2 separate regions of the Danio rerio genome follow, and region 2 is linked to region 1. A link is a contact called in public Hi-C data. All regions are on one chromosome and are shown on one strand. The core of a region is the stretch at or near the end of the contact, and the rest is flanking DNA. Distances in the headings are between cores, read along the strand shown.

The links. Hi-C and Micro-C count contacts between places; a contact is called where the count stands out from the background.
Region 2: a Hi-C map of hematopoietic stem cells shows a contact between it and region 1, with 2.5 times the contacts expected there. The contact joins the promoter of dido1 here to the promoter of sfmbt1 in region 1. A contact is called at or near these places in 2 of 18 Hi-C or Micro-C datasets (hematopoietic stem cells and an unstated tissue).

The regions. Positions count from the first base shown.
Region 1 is chr11:20,431,075-20,434,837 of GRCz12tu, forward strand. sfmbt1 (Scm like with four mbt domains 1) reads right to left here and starts at 1,830. Exons shown (of 21, transcript XM_073916657.1): 1 at 1,629-1,830.
Region 2 is chr11:20,647,107-20,651,342 of GRCz12tu, forward strand. It overlaps dido1 (death inducer-obliterator 1), which reads right to left and starts at 2,878. Exons shown (of 6, transcript NM_001079955.1): 1 at 2,816-2,878; 2 at 301-345.

The DNA.
Region 1 (3,763 bases), core at 580-3,079:
ATCTGTACCATATGTTTTTGGACTTGTGGAGGAAACAGGAACACCCAGAGAAAACCCACACGAACACAGGGAGAAAATGCAACACCAATGTGTTGCCCCTAATTTGTGTCATATACATGTATATTTTAAATAAATATAAATAAATATTTTCTCAAATATATGCATCCATGCGTGTTTTTATTTACATAATAAATAAAGACAAATTTACACACATAAAAAGAATTTACAAACGCACCGGATGTCCTTCCAGCTGCAACCCATCACTGGGAAACATCCATACACATTTAATCACACACATACACTATGGACAATTTAGCTTACCCAATTCACCTACAGCATTTCTTTGGACGTGTATGGGAAACAGAAGCACCCGGAGGAAACCCATGGCAACACAGGGAGAACATGCAAACTCCACACAGAAATGCCAACTGACCCAACCGATGCTCAAACCAGTGTCCTTCTGGGTGACCCACTGCGCCACCGCATCGCTGGCATTGAATATATTTACTTCAAAATACAAATTTTATTGAGTCCAAACTTTTTTGACAGATTTAGGCTACAAATGAATTATTTATTTATTTAATTATTTAATTATTTATTTATTTATTTATTTATTTATTTAGTTAGTTAGTTAGTTAGTTAGTTAGTTAGTTAGTTAGTTAGTTAGTTAGTTTATATAGGGACAATGTACAACATGACATGTTGTATCAGAGTTAGCTATAAAGCTAATTTACATCTGTAGTCCCTGGGCAGGAAGTTGTAACAAGTTTAACAGTATACATTTTTATTTTTTTTAATTGTACAATATACACTTACAGTGCAATACACACCATATATCATAGTCAGTAAACTGAAATCAAATTAGTAAAATCAAGTTATAATAAAATTGTAACTCTACCAAAAGATACAAGGGTTATTCCATTTCTCTATATATTACTTTTTTAGGCCAGTTACATCGTAGTTTATTAATATTAATCTGATAGAATAGTAGGCAAAAATAATACCATGACAGGGCAGGCAAAGCCTTTGAATGTCAGATGTGTAACCTATTGTAAATGTGATAGTCCATGTCATAAAGGAAGTAGTTAATCTCGAGAATCAACTTTAATCAATGATTTCAAGTTAGCATAAACATATTGAATGACACCTAGCCAAAATTTAAAAATGTAGCAAGATTATTCTCAATCACTGATTATTCTGAAAATTGGTGGAAAAAGGAGAAGGATATCCAAATGTATATTTGTTAAATATATCAGTGTTCACAATGGTTTACTTCTGTTCAAACGTGACCACTGAAATGTTTACACGCACTGTGAACACGACTATACAAAAGAAAGTTAAATTTAAGCATTAGTAATAGACATTTTAAACAAAATCTGCACTAAATACGACAGTTACGCATTTAAACCGACGTGTTTTACGTGACGCACACATCTTTCACATGGACAAACTGAAATTTCCCAGCTCTGGTCATGTGACTGTTTACACCCGCCATGTAAAACTGTTCGCATCAAATCAACGCAGTTTACACTCTCCTTTACAGCTGGCGCTTTAATATAAAATACACGAACAACTTATTTATTCCCTAATTTCACCCTTAAACAACAACGCAAGTGAGTTATAGTTACGTATATTTCCGGTGGACTTGAATTAGTTGAAATGCTCCGGGATCTTTAGGTCAAGAGAGGCTTAACTTGCAGTGTAAACTCATATCCGCTAGATGGCAGTGGTGTTTAATCTTTTTGAATTAGTTTAAGCGGCTGTGATGGACTGGAATGACAACAGCTCAGCAGTAAATACAGATACACTCAGCAAACGCCTCAGAGATGTAACGTCATTTTATGCGCCTAAATTAATATAGGATCTATTTTGACTGACAGAGGCGGGTTTACCATTTTTATTGTGGCATTTCCTACACAGAAATAATAGAGCTGTTTATATTTTCTTTGCTTTAGATGTATGTAGGCCTATTTAGACGTGTGTATGTGTATATATTTATGGGCCATTCTTCAACTACGGGCACTTTTAGCCTTGTGAAGGTGAGTAAAAAAAAACTTGTTCAAAATGAACGTAACGTAGCCTCATTAGTTTAAACAATTTGTCTAGTTTTAAGATCTGTAACAAACTAAGATAAGAAGAGAAACATTTTTTTTCCATCATGAACTGAACAAATGTCAATTCCACCACATCTCAATATATACTTGTATTTCAAAATGAAATTTTAACAGTCAAACATTGTCTAAGATCATTTTTGTATCTAGTTTAACCAATCTTTCCACAATACATATAATAATTATACATCTTTATACAACATGTCAATTAAATAAATTAGTTGTTTGCTGAAATGTACACCTGTCACAATAACATTTAATATTAATTTGGTAAAGAGCTTATTAGAAAATAAATAAACTCAATTTGTATATTAAATAGAGCATGGACTATATAAATTGTGAATACACTTTTAATGTATGATGAAAACTTTTTAAATTTTTGTAACAGCGTGTGTGGTGATGGAAATGACTGTGGTGGAAATGACATTTGAACAGTTTATTGTGAAAAAATGAAAAATAGCTTCACCAACTAGCTTTACTAGCCTTTCATGTAAACGAAACACTCTTATTTACCTTCATTTTGTTTGGTTTTTAAAAACATCTTTGAAGGTAGAGCATGTTTGGAAATGACGTAGAATAAATGTATTTAAGCAACATTTATCTTGATTTTTCTTCAAGTGTTGTTGATAAAAATTTAAATTCCCTTCATCTTGAACATGTTCTCAGATGGCACTATTCAATTTCATAGAAACCACCTAAATAATCTTTCACACAAACTTTTAAAGCAACATTACAGTGTTGTGGTGGAAATGACTCTGATACTGTGCAACAGCTATATTTCGGATAAAACATAATATTGATAATAGTCTCACATTAATAACTAAAAAATATTGAAATTATTTCACTAGTGCTTCATTCAGATACATTAATAGATACCAGATAAATAATCTTTTAAAATGTTATTTTCATTGTTAAAGTTTAAAACTCTGGGTGTGCGACAAGAAGAAAACGTTGATTAATATGAAAAAAATATAATAGAAATCTAGTAAAAAAAATAATAAGTAGGTTTTATTGTTAGTTTGACAAAGGAAGAGGAATTTTAACAAAATTATACACTTTTATGGATATGATCAAAGGACATAAAAGTGCCTGTAGTTGAAGAATTAACCTTATATGTAAATAATTATGTGTGTGTGTGTCTGTGTGTTTATATATTTTAACCTTCATATAACCTTCATTTAACCATACAACCAAATGTGGATGGGATGGACATCCAAAGTAAATAACATTCATTCATTCATTCATTCATTTTAAAACAATGCTCAATATATCTTATGTCAATCTGTACAAGTTCTCAGCTACAACTACAAAATAGAGCTGTCATTTTTGGATGATAGCTGCAGCTGGCAGACAAGAGGTTCCCGGCATGTCCTTATGAGCTTTTGTATGTTCATCGTTTAGCTTTTCTTCCAAATGTAAAAATACACAACAAAAAAAAACAACAAAATGGCCAAAAATGTATTATAGAAAAAAAGTGTGTTTTGAAGTATATTTTTAAAATGTTGGTTATATAACCACAATATCACACAAGTAGCAGTGCAATATGGCTGTATTTTGGCACTAGTGGGAGGCATGCGTTGGCTTAAGGCAGTAGGCCGAGTGCCTTAGTGTCCCACAGTGACAATATACAGCATATCGCACTGCTACTGTTG
Region 2 (4,236 bases), core at 1,628-4,127, 220 kb after region 1:
TTAAAGATAACAACTTAGAATATCAAAATTAAAGCTGTTTAAAATGACAACAGCTGCATTAATAAAGTCTATAAATATCTTAAACCGAATGTAATCTACAGGAAAACTGAACTACTGTTACTCAAGTTTAACTCTAGCATTTGGCAACAAAGACAAAGTATAGGTCACATTTATTAGATTCTAGTTACCAGGAAAGAAATACTGCCAAATATTCTCACTGTAATAAGCAGTAATAGTGTGACTTCAGCTGTGTCAAAAATCACGTGGAGTCTCATATTATCACAAGTGAAATGCTGTTACCTGTTTGCTAAGATGATGATTGGAACTCTTCGTTACGAAGCTGATCTAGAGACAACAAAAATAATTGTTTCAATTTAGCAACAAAACCCTCCGCTTACATCATATTAGCTTGTCCTGTTTTTGGTATATAATCAGTTCATATTCAAACAATTGAAAGTCTATCAAGGAACAAAAACTGCTTCTTGCACCAAAACATTGCATAATATAACAAAATATTAAATGACTTAACAGTGGGCACGACTTGCTTTTCTACTGCGAGCTGACTGGATGTAGTTAAGTATGCATTTCTTTAAGAAAGATGGAGAAAAGGGTTTGGGAAGAGTTATTACAACTTAGCAAGCACCACCTCACCATTTCGGTTTGTTACCAAAAATGACGTGTGCAAATATGTATTAAGTAAATATGTTAGCCCATTACTAAGATATATATATATATATATATATATATATATATATATATATATATATATATATATATATATATAAAATGACAATTTAACTAAAATAAAAATAGAAAGTGCTTTTACAGATTACAGTTAAAGATTAGACAATTGTTTTCCCCCCATAACGACATGCACAGATGAATTGTTCACCACAAAACTGTGAGCTAACAAAATTATATATTGATCAACCAAAGCACTAAATACAGGATAACTCAAGCAGATCCCAATCTTAAAACTTTCAAAATTACTATTACAGATATTGTAAAAGAGGCACCATGTTTTTCATTAAAACAAACAAGTTCAAAACTGCTCATACAGACAAGTGCTAATCTATTACAAATGCCATCATTCCTCTGATACATTAACTAAATACGTAATATAAGACAAATCATTGCACATTTAAAACGTTTGGTGTCACTCAGATTTCACAAAACAATGCAACTGAGATATGGAAGAAATTTGCTTCTGTAAAACGTTACATTTTAAAACGTGTTCAAGGCCCAGATATTAAACGTGTCTGATATTCATTAAAATCAACCTTTCAATAAAGTCCTTTTTATACAAATTAAGGTATTCCACTCTCAGAAGCACTCGAAGCACAAATCCTGCATGTAACATTAACGTTAACCGTTTTAATATAACGTTAAATAAAACATTGGTGTGCGTTGGTGTGGCCGCCCACTGTCATAGTAACTCACGTAACATTGTGCAAATAAAACTGACCGTCGCGAAATTAGCATGCCCATAATACATATAAACGACCAAATGAGACAAAGCGACAGCTTTCGTGATTAAATATCGACATAAATTACTTGCCCGTTAGCTTTAGCTAATAGCTAGCGCGCGACCTCCATTTCGCCGTCCCGTTTGTGCGCAGTCTCTTACACAAAACAAGAAATCATTTTTTCAGTTTTGTTCTCTGTACTCGTTTGAGTAAATCGTGGAGATGACGTCAAAGTAATGAAATATAACTATTTTAGCACTACATCTTGTAGTAGCTGTGCGAAATCTAACTAATCCGGGAATCGGTTAATTCGAGCAGTGAGTTTCAAAGAACCAATCCCATCCGAGGCTCTTCTTCGATGTAATCACGTGGTTCATATAACATGGCGTTCCTCGTAAACCATATGCAAGTTCATATTTCTGTTATTAGTGCGTGTTTACTATGCGTATAACGTCATGCTATTTTGCGCGTCCATCCGCCGTAAAAATAAAGTTATACATACAAATTAGTAATTATCGGACTCAAAAAGACTAGCTTGTTACGTAAATCATAATATATAGGCAGGCTACGGAGTAGCCCAAGTTATGGGTTTCGGTCACGGATACAAGCCACGTGAGAACAGTCTGCACGTAATATATATCGTTTAATGCCAATATAATTAAGAGAGTTCTTATTTATACAAAACACGCGGAAGAAGTTTAAAATGTATTTAACAAATAAAATATGCACATTCTTTTTTTGCAGAGACCAATTTTTCCCAAAACATTCAATTCATGCAAAAAAATACACAGCTAAACAATTGCAAAACCCTAAATAATTTGTGTTAAGCAGACCAACAACAAACATAAACACACGTTTAACGTTCGCATGAAATCAGAGCGCACACACCCACTTTGTCGATACGCCTCAAATCAAAACAAGATTGCATTAAAAAAATAGTATTATTAACATTTAAAAACGACGCAAATAATGCAATCAGACACACAGCAATCTATTAGTGGTTCAGAGAATAAGCCAACGTTACAATCAAACTATAGAAAAGCGACTTCCACGCATTTAAACACTATACTAAAACAAGTAACTCATTTAGTGTAAAAACATAACTTGTGCTTTATTAACAGCCCAAAAAAAGCAAAGAGTGTGCGGTTTACTTGGTTGTTGAACTCCACCTGGAATAATCTTTCTTATCGTATCGCATCAAATAAACATGGAGGCTCGTGGCGCCATTACTGTAACGCGCGTTTCACTGCTATAAATCTGACAAACGGCGTTTAATGTATTCATTTAGCACATACACATGGGGCAATAGTATGTATTAGTATTCATCACAACTACAACTTTATACTCACTTGTTAACATTGGTATCGTTCAGCCTGCAGTCAGTGCAACGGTATGACCTCCATTTTCTTTTCTTGTTGATGATGGTGGCACATGCAGTATTCGCTTTCGCCTGTAGTGCGAAAGAGATAGTCCAGAACAGATAGCATGAGGCGAAGCCACATTGAGCTTGAAGTTAAAGCACGATGTCGGACAGCGACACGGTGTCGTGGAGGTGAAAATGCACCATACAGAGGTGCAGAAGTGCGCCCTCTAGTTTTCAGTCTAATATCTAACCACTTCCGGCAAGTGTCTGAAAAAATAAAAGAAGACTGAAAAAATAAAGGAAGACATCTACGGATGTGCAATTATAATATAGACAAAATCACAGTTTAATTATCTGCCTTCCACAGACAAGTGCTCCTATCATGGTCATTAAAATATAAGCATGATTTCTCCCCACATCGCTATTTCATTTGGAATGATAGACACATTTTACACAAGCGCAAATCTATTTTTTTCAATAAGTGGTTTGAAAAAAAATGTATGTAGTTAGTCAGTTATATAATAAAGAAGGTGTACTCTTTTCTTACAATGAATTCCTCACTTATTATTACAAAATCTCAATTACCCAACAAGAGTTTTCAACTGTTATTTGTTCAATTCCTTCAGGGGTCCATATGTTATTTAGAGGCATCAAGTCCATGCTTTTGATGCATTGTCCTCTGCCATTGCTGTGAAAAATGTACCTTTGGCATTTCTATGTACCCTAATCAAAAGGAAATTTTTTTTTTATTTAATTAATTTAATTATTTTGCTAACAAAATTTTACATTCATAAATGTAAAATTACTAACAGGAAACAGAACTTTAAGGTGTTGATGACCGAATTATGCTTATATATTAGTAGTATCAAAGACTCTCTAAATAAGAAAGCCCCACACACTTTAAACTTTGTGAACTCTATAATGTATTTATTTAATTATTACATATGTAAATTTTGTATATTTGTATTTGACTGTTTTTGCCCCCTGGCATATTTTTTTGTACTGTTAAAGTGTTATAATAAAAAATAAGAAAAGAAAGATGTCATCTTTACAAGATTAAGAATTGGTCATACATCATTAAATTGCAGCCTGTATAAAATAGGAAAGCATGAATCAGGGAAGTGTGATAATTGCATAAAACTGGAAACAGTTAATCATATAATTTAATTTTAGAATGCTCTGCTTATAAGGTTTAAGTTGATCCAAGAATTAGGGCGGCTGGAAGGTGAGGTGTTTTCTTTAAAAGTCTTGCTAGGAAATGGGCTTACAATCAAGAATTCAAGAAATGTAAATGAAATATTTAACATAGGAATAATGCATAGAATTAGATTTTTATTAATATTTTATTATTATATATTTATTATATATATATATATATATATATATATATATATATATATATATATA